2 separate regions of the Canis lupus genome follow, and region 1 is linked to region 2. Evidence: chromatin contacts called from public Hi-C data. All regions are on one chromosome and are shown on one strand. Each heading gives the region's core, a stretch centred on a gene start, on an enhancer-like site or on the middle of the called end of the contact. The rest is flanking DNA. Distances are from core to core; before and after follow the strand shown.

The links. Hi-C and Micro-C count contacts between places; a contact is called where the count stands out from the background.
Region 1: a contact with region 2 is called in a Hi-C map of blood, with 7 times the contacts expected there. The contact joins two enhancer-like sites. A contact is called at or near these places in 4 of 9 Hi-C or Micro-C datasets (amygdala, blood, liver and 1 more).

The regions. Positions count from the first base shown.
Region 1 is chr10:65,368,566-65,372,420 of UU_Cfam_GSD_1.0, forward strand. No RefSeq gene overlaps it. Among named protein-coding and RNA genes, the nearest start is that of AFTPH, 25 kb to the right of the region's middle. Within about 2 kb of position 2,351, at least 2 of the 20 cell types and tissues checked have an H3K27ac peak or open chromatin away from gene starts, as enhancers often do.
Region 2 is chr10:64,991,160-64,995,543 of UU_Cfam_GSD_1.0, forward strand. LOC111097857 (a long non-coding RNA gene) reads left to right here. Exons shown (of 2, transcript XR_005365244.1): 2 at 443-991. Among named protein-coding and RNA genes, the nearest start is that of VPS54, 25 kb to the left of the region's middle. Within about 2 kb of position 1,847, at least 7 of the 20 cell types and tissues checked have an H3K27ac peak or open chromatin away from gene starts, as enhancers often do.

The DNA of each region.
Region 1 (3,855 bases), core at 1,101-3,600, 380 kb after region 2:
ATCGGTTTGTTTCTATTCCTTCACTCATTCATTTCTTCATACCCTGCCTGGGTCCTCTACAGGCACTGGGGAGCTATCCGTGGTTTTTAAACAGGGGAACCCCACAATCAAATATGACTTTTAGATCATGGGGAATCAGTGTCTAGAACAGCATCAGAGAGGACAGGACAGGGGCTAGTAGCCACCCACAGGAGTCATCATTTGTGACTATGGGGGCGGGGAGGAGGACAGAGATTATTTAAAAGATCGAATCATCAGGATTCTTTGTTGGCTCCATGTGGATGGCAGAGAGAGAGAGAGAGAGAGAGGGTAAAATCTAACTAGAAGGTTTCTGGTTTAGATGACTTTGTGAATGATGACAGTACTAGAAGCAGGTTGATGATACCGGAAGAGGCCCAGCTTTGGAGAAGCGGAGATAAAAAGCTCAAGGAACTGCTTTAATGAAAAGTGTCACAAAGTGACGTGTCCATTCGCAGCATAGGGGACAGATAATGTTGTTAATGAGGGTCAGGCATCGCTCCAGTGGTCTGTTGGGGGTTGATCCCCAGCTGCCTCACTTGACGTTGCTCTGTCTTCCATCCACAGCTTGTCTGTGTCCCATGGTATGATCACTACGGTCACCAGAGGAACTCTGAGAGAGTTGGCAACGCAACAGTGGCCCAAGCCTAGAGCTGCCCTCAGACACCCTTCTCCTACTGACACGGGCCCCATGGGGAGCCGCTTGCACATAGAGATATCTGGACACTGGACGGAAATTAACACATGATGGAAAAGTGAGTACAGGAGGGTAGGTAATGGGACTGCTGTGATTTTCTCAGGTCCCCCCCCTTGGGTCTCCACCCAAGTCTGACCTGCTACCCTAAGAGACGAGTCCTTTCAAATTAGCCTAGTTTCCTCTCTTGCGCTGGGACCCCCTTCTTCCCAGCTCAGAGCCTCTGCTGCCCCTTGCACGCCCCCCAGAATGCCTTCCTTTTCCACACTGGACCAATCCACCAGCATCCCCGGTGGGAGGAGCAGCAGCTGCCTCGGCATCTGGTAGGCTGCTGGCCCTACAGGTGGAACTCCGTCGTTAGGCTTGTGAATCCTCCGCGTATTGCTTATTTATTCTCATCTTGTTTTAAATAAACGTTTGAGGCATTTGCAGTATAATTTTTTTTTCCCCAAATAAGAACAGAAGGAAGGGGAGGGGGATGCCTTGCAGGGGCTGAGGCCCTACAGAGCAAATGTAGAGGCTCCCCCTGCCGGCTGGTGTTGCTCCTGCAGCCCCCCCCCCCCCCCCATCGCGTTGGCCCCCAGGCCTCGGCTCCCCGCGGGGCTGCACCCCGCTGCACCGGACACTCCTGTTCTCACAACCAGTGGTTGGTGCCCCTGGCCCACCGAGCGTGTGTTAAGGCTCCTGCGCTCCCTTCCTGCGCTCCTCTTTCACCGGTGCTTGCACAAATATTCAGAGCCCGATGCATTGTCTGCGGGACATTGACCTGCAGCGCTGAGCCCAAGGCGGATGCGACCCCCTCCCTGCCCCCCCCAGGAGCCCCCATAAGCTGAAGTGCCCCCCTCCGGCTCTGCAGCCCCAGACGGGCACACTGAGAACGCTCAGACCGAGGGGCTCCCGGCCAACCGGATGGGTGGCACCTGTCTAGGATTTTTGGGAAATAGCAATGTTTTACCAGCAGTTGACTCGGAGGTTATTGGGGGTGGGGGGTTGGGGGGGGTCCCTCCTCTAGGTTGAGACAGCACCAAGCTGCCCCCTACAGGTGGGAGGGAAAGGCAGGCATCCTGAAGACTGCAAACCCCCACCTCCCCCACCCCAGGAGGGAGAGGACAGGAGCAGAGGGGGGGTGGTGCTGTGCTTACCCCAGGTCATCTTCATCTCTGGGAGCCCCTCCCCCCCGGGAGGGCTAGAGCAGCAGTTCTCAACCCCTGATTCCCAGGCTAGTCACAGCAGCAGCAGCTGGGGACTTGTTAGAAATGTAAATTCTCAGGCCCCAGCCAGGTCCCACTGAAAGGCAGCTCTGGGAAATGGGCCCAGCAGTCTCATCCGGGGGATTCTGATGAACCCTCAAGTTTGGGAACCCTGGTACGGCCACCTGCGGCAGCCCTTGCTTGATAGCTTGGCCTGCTGAGATGGGGCCCGTCCCACCTATTGGGAGGCACCTCCTGCAAACCCTTCCCTTAACAAATGAGGACACTGAGGTGCAAGGATGTGTAGCCTGCCTGAGACCACCCTCTCAAGGAATCTTCCCCCAAGCCTCTCAGATCACAGGAGAGGGAGAAGGAAGCCAATAAGAGTAACTATCTGGGGTTCCTCAGTCCTAACCGCTCCCGGAGGTCTGCCTCGCCCAGGCCTTGCTGGATACGTTGAGCCCTGGGCCCAGGCACAGGCCGTGTGGCACCCTGCCTTGTCCTCTCCTCTGAGGTGACGTCGCGACAGCTTTCTCCTCTCGGATCCCACTGTCCTGCCTGCCACTCACGCGGAGATGAACACAAAGGGCCCAGCTGTGAAGAAGATCACAACAGGATTTGGTTTTGTTTTTATCCATCTCCAGCAGCTAAAACTACTTGTCAATTGGAGAGAGATGGGAAGTCACTAGAAAGACAGGAAACGTTTGAGGATGGAAATGCATCCCCCCTTGGCCCGGTCATATGGCACAGATGTCTTTCCAGAGAAGTGCCAGGCTCTGTTTGGCAGGCGGGCATTAGGAGGGTGCTCTGCCCTCCTCGCCCCATAATATTCACAGGTGTTGATTTTCTAGAAGGCAGGTGGGGGGAGGAGAAAAGGAGAGAATAGCATCTTTATTAATATTAGTATCTTTATTAGTATCATCAGAAGTATTGGGTCACAAAGGGGATGTTGTGCTTTTAAGCCCCGTCTCACACTTGCACTGGGGGCTCCACTCCCCCCACCCCAGCCCTCTTGGGAGGTGGGCTTTGCAGAAAACTTGGTTGCATTCAGAGGGGTTTCAGCAGGTATTGGTAGCATGGCTGGACGTTAGGATGAGAATTAAAAGAAAAGGAGAGGAAGTTGCAGCTGCTGTGGTCAGGGGTGCTCAGGGTTTAGAAGTCTTGCCCATCTCTCACACACACACACACACACACACACACACACACACACACACAGAACTGATTCTGTTTTATTTTCTGGCTATCCCACTTCATTCCAAGAAAGAGGCCAATTCATCTATTTCTTAACCTCAGGAGCACTTGCTAGGTGGAAAGCTGATGTTTCTAGAAGATGAACTCTTTCCCCGGGCTCAAATGAATACTGTATCGAGGAATCTATACCACTGAGGATACTATATTATTCTGCAAGGGGGCAGCATCTGAGGGAGGGGTTGGGGTTGGGCTGGAGGAGGTGGAAGATTCTTGGCTTCCTTGGAGGATTGGGACCCCTCTCTGTGCTCTGTTTGTGCCCCAGGGATAGGGCAGGGCTTCCAGGAGGAATGAGGCTAGATCTAGGTCTGGGGAATACTCAGGTCACGCAGAGATAGTGTCGTGGTTAAAAGAAGTCAGGTGGCCCGGGTTTGAACCCAAGCTCCGCCACTTTCTGGGTATGTGCCATGGGATAGCCACTTCCCTTTGTGTGTCTCCGTTTTCTCACCCGTAAAATGAAAAATATTTATGTATCCCACAAACATTTCTTGAACTGTAAGCCCTGTGGGTGCTGTCCTAGGGGCTTGAGAGACAGAAATAAACAAAATAAAGATCCTGCCCTCGTGGAGCTTACATTCCAGTAGGGGAGGCAGACCGAAACCCTATTGGTATGTATGTAAATCCTAGAGCAGAGTGTGTCAGAAGAAAGTGCTATGGAAACAAAAATAGCCCAAGGGAAGGAGAGGGGTGGCTGTGTGTGTTTGG
Region 2 (4,384 bases), core at 597-3,096:
TATGGCTTTTGGGTTTTGTGTTGTTCTCTTCGTGAAGATTAAAATTTCATTCATGATTTTAAAAAACTTTTTAGTATAAAAGCATTCAAATACACAAAAGTAGGGAGGATGCAATAAAGGACTTTCATGCATCCATCCTACAGTTTAACATTATTAAATTTTACATTTTGTTTCATCTACCCATACCTAATTATTTTTCTGAAGCTTTCCTAAAAAAAAAAAAAACTCAGTATCATAGGATTTTACTCATAATACTTGGTTTCTCTAACAAGTAAAGATTTTTTATTTATGTTATTAATGTTTATTAATCAATATTATTGATTTTTTCTATTGAGATGTATCACATCAACTAATTTTCACAAAATGAAAACACATAATTATATCTCATGTCAAGAAAGAGAGCCTTACCAATACTCCAGAAGCCCCTTTTTGTCTTTTCCAGATTACAGCTATAGGTGAAGAAAAAGTTTTCCTCAACCCTCTTAGGGTCTCTGGCTGGGCCTGAAAATTAAACTTCCAAAGACAGATTAACAGGAGAAAAGCAAACACATTTATTTAATATAAGTTTTACAGAAGAACCTTCATCAGGAAACGAGGACCACCCAAAAAACCAGAGCTGTGTATTTTTATGCTAGGTTGGATGGATAGTGGACTGTTACGGAGGATCGATTAAAGTGTTCGAGGTAATTACAGCAAACTGGGGGAACTTGGCAAGGCCCGTCTGTTAGGATATTTCTTGGTGTCTCTTTATCCTCCAAGAGAAGTATGAGTCTACCTCTCGCATGACTTTTATGACCTGTTTCAGAGGAGAAGGGGGAGTGACGAAGTGAAGAGGAGGAGTCAGAATTACCTTCCTGCTCAGTCTTTTCTCAAACTCTTTCAGCTTAAGATATTCAATATGCCAAGATGCCATCTTTTGGGGTAGTGTGTCCTAAACCCTACCACTACCCCGCTGCCATAGTTAACCACCAAATAAAGTAACCATACTTCATTTCACGTTGCCTGCTTTTGAACTTAAATGCAGAGAATTACATTATGAACTTTAAGTATGTAAATGGTGTATTGTTTGGGGTCTGGCTTCACTCATCATCATGCTTCTAAGATTCAACCGTGGAGCATATAGCAGCAGTTAGTTCTCAGCACTACAGAGTATTTCGCTGAGCTTTAAGATTTTTGAAGAAAGTGCAGGGCTCAAGGATGTAGCCCTGTAAACCATCAGTTTTTATTCTTTTCTCATCCTTTCTCCTACCAAAGATTGCCAGGACTGTGAAGAATGGATAAAGGTACATAGAACTGGAAGGATCGAGGAAATAATAAGCCTTTTAACAACAGAGATTTTATGTAGGGCACTATGAGCTGACTTGCAAAAATAGTGCTGTTGAGTGGTGAAGAACAAATGCTCTTATAATCAGAGAGAGGTGCCAATTCCTTCTGGGCACCATTCATATGGATGAGTTTGCTTTGTTGCCCTCCAGTTTTGGAATGTCTGTTGGTTTGCCCTCCTCTTTGCACTCCTGACACAGGGATAGGAAGGCAGGTAGGGTTGTGTATAGATTCCCTTGTATAGAGGAAGCGGTTGTTCAGTGGCCTTGGAAAAGCCCAAATGCTGATGCGTTACAGCAGGTGGCAGCCTTTCCCCAGGAGAGGGAAGACGGGAAGACCCAGGCTTACCTAATGAAGATCAGTTTTGGTTTTTATAGCTTCTGTTTGATTAAAGGTCAGGTGATTTATCTAGAACCTGAAGCTAAGCTTGGCCTCATAACAGAGAAGAGAAGCAGGGACCCTGGAAGCTGGAAAAGGAGTTGTGAGCTCACCTCTGGGTGAGCCAGTGGCTCTGAATTACTCAGTGGCTGCCCTCAGGGAGCCTACTCAAGGTCTGACTCAACACTGGTGATGGGTGAAGGGTGTCAGTCTGAGCCTCAGAAAGCAGGGCAGTGGCGAATTGACCCCAGGACACAGAATCCGAGCAGATCAAGAATTACCCTGCTGTGTACTGGGAGGGTGGTCAGTTGACAGCAGAAATACCTATCCCCTTTTCATTCCAGATCTGTAAAGCAGAAATTCATTCATTCATTTAATTTATTTTAAAGCAAGATCTATGCTCAATATGGGGTTTGATAAATCAGCCTTTAAACTAAACTGCCAAGTATTTTTTTTTAAGATTATGAAGTTCTTCTCATGCAAGTTTACAAAATGCTTATGGAAGGGTGCCTGAGTGGCTCAATCAGTTGGGTGTTGGACTCTTGGTTTGGGCATGGGTTGTGGTCTCGGGGGTGATGGGACTGGCCTGCCTCGGGCTCTGAGCTTGGCAGGGAGTCTGCTTCTCTCCCTCGCCCCGCCGCCCACGCGCTCGCTCTAAAATAAATAAATAAATCTTTAAAACAAAAACAAAAACCCCAAAGTGCTTATGGAAAGCCAGACTTGGTGGAGAAGCTTGGCATTGGGAAATGTATCCAGTTTGTTTTTACTTTATTAATGGTGGGACTGTAATTTATCATTTATCGAGAACATAGTACTTAGAAAATGACGTCATTCAAAACTTAATGGGAATGAGGAGACATTCACTAGGGTCCCTACAGATGGATTTGCTTCAGGCTACTGAAGTGATCAGGCAAGAGTAGGAACAGACAGAAATTATGGGACTAGCTGTGACTATTTAATTAAAATTAAGCAAAATTAAAACTAAAAATTCAACCCCCTCAACTTGACTTAGATGTGAAGTGGTTGCACTGGCCACATCTCCGGAGCTCAGTAGCTACATTTGGCTAATGGCTGTCATATTGGACGGCACAGACTATGGACCATTTCTATGATCACAGAAAGTTCTACCAAACAGCACTAAATGGGAGTCAAAAAGCAGGGAGTGGTGCCAAAGGAAAATGTGTGTGGTTAAAAACAAACCCTCCCTGTAATACTAAGTGGCATAATAATGATTCCAAAGTGTGGCAGGAGTTTCTAAACAGAGTATTTCATATAATCCCCATGGCAATCCACAGCCCCAACAATAATGCTACCGACAGTTGTAGAAACCTTACAGCAGGCCAAGCACTAAGAACTCTGGTGTAAGCTCGCTGCTCTTTCCAGAAGCTGGTGAGGCTGGTATGGTCGTCGCTGTTTAAGAGATGAAGAGACTGTGGCAAAGGGCTTCATGACTTCTCCACTGTTGCCTGGCTCAGAAGGAAGAGCTGGGATCCAAACTCAAGTTTTTCTGGGTTGTGATAATTAGAATGAAGGTGTGGAAAGTGCCTAACACACTCCATGTGTGAGCACACTTTGCCTCTAAGCCACGTTCTCCTCAGGCAGGCCCAGCTCTTGGAGTCTGTCACATAATTGTCTTTCTGGCTAAAGAAGGCGCCGTGCCAGTTCTGATAGAGAAACAATGATCCCCTGTTAGCCAGGATATGAGCCACTTCCTGCCCTCTAGAGCAGAAGCTGCCGTCCGCACAAAGGAAGCTGGTTTCTCGGAAGCTCACCTTTGAAAATTTTGAAGTAAAATATTCTGTTTAAGACAAAAACGAATCTTAGGACCATATAATAGGAAAATACTATTTTCTGTAAGTGATGAGATTATGAGAAATCGCCTCTTTTTGGTCAGCTGTATTTTGCAACATTTCTACATGAATATGTGTGATAAGATTTGAAAAGTCCCAAAGCCAAATACTGGCTTTTAAAAGTTCCAAGTCAGATACCGTATCATAAAATTTGTTAATTAACAATATTTTAGGCTATTTTTTAAGTGCTCTCTACACCCAACGTGGGGCTTGAGCTTACAACCCTAAGAGCAATAGTCCGCTGCTCCACTGACTCAGCCAGCCGAGGCACCCCATTAGGCTCTTGATAATATAGCAAATACTTTAATACTAATAGCCAATAGAAATCTTTTAGTTGGATGCTAAATACTTTGATCAAGAGCAGGAGAAGTGTGGAACCTAATTATAAGGTTGGAAAAGGCAGGAAACAATGAACAGGTACTCACAGCTGCTCTGCAGATGGGACTTGCTGTTTTGCATCCCGTGGCCCTGTAGATAGCTGCCTTATGTCCTCCAGGTCAAGACGAAGCAATAGTCAGGTCAACAAAACAGGGATAGTCTATAAATCACCCTATCATTTTTATCATTCATTGGCACCAAATGATCTCTAAAAGGGAATACGGTTGGTAAGAAGGAAGAATGAGAAAGGGGAGCTTTCCAGGCTATGGCATCGATGGTCTCCTTCTCAGGTGGGATTCCTTATGTCAAAACATTGTTACTGAGCATGTTGTGGGGGAGGGGAAAAAAGACCCTGAGGTCCTTAATTGCTAAGGTTCTTTTCTTCTATAAAGTTCTAAGACTTTGTGGCCTTACTTTAGTAGTATATCTACACATACTAGTCATATTCTTTCACG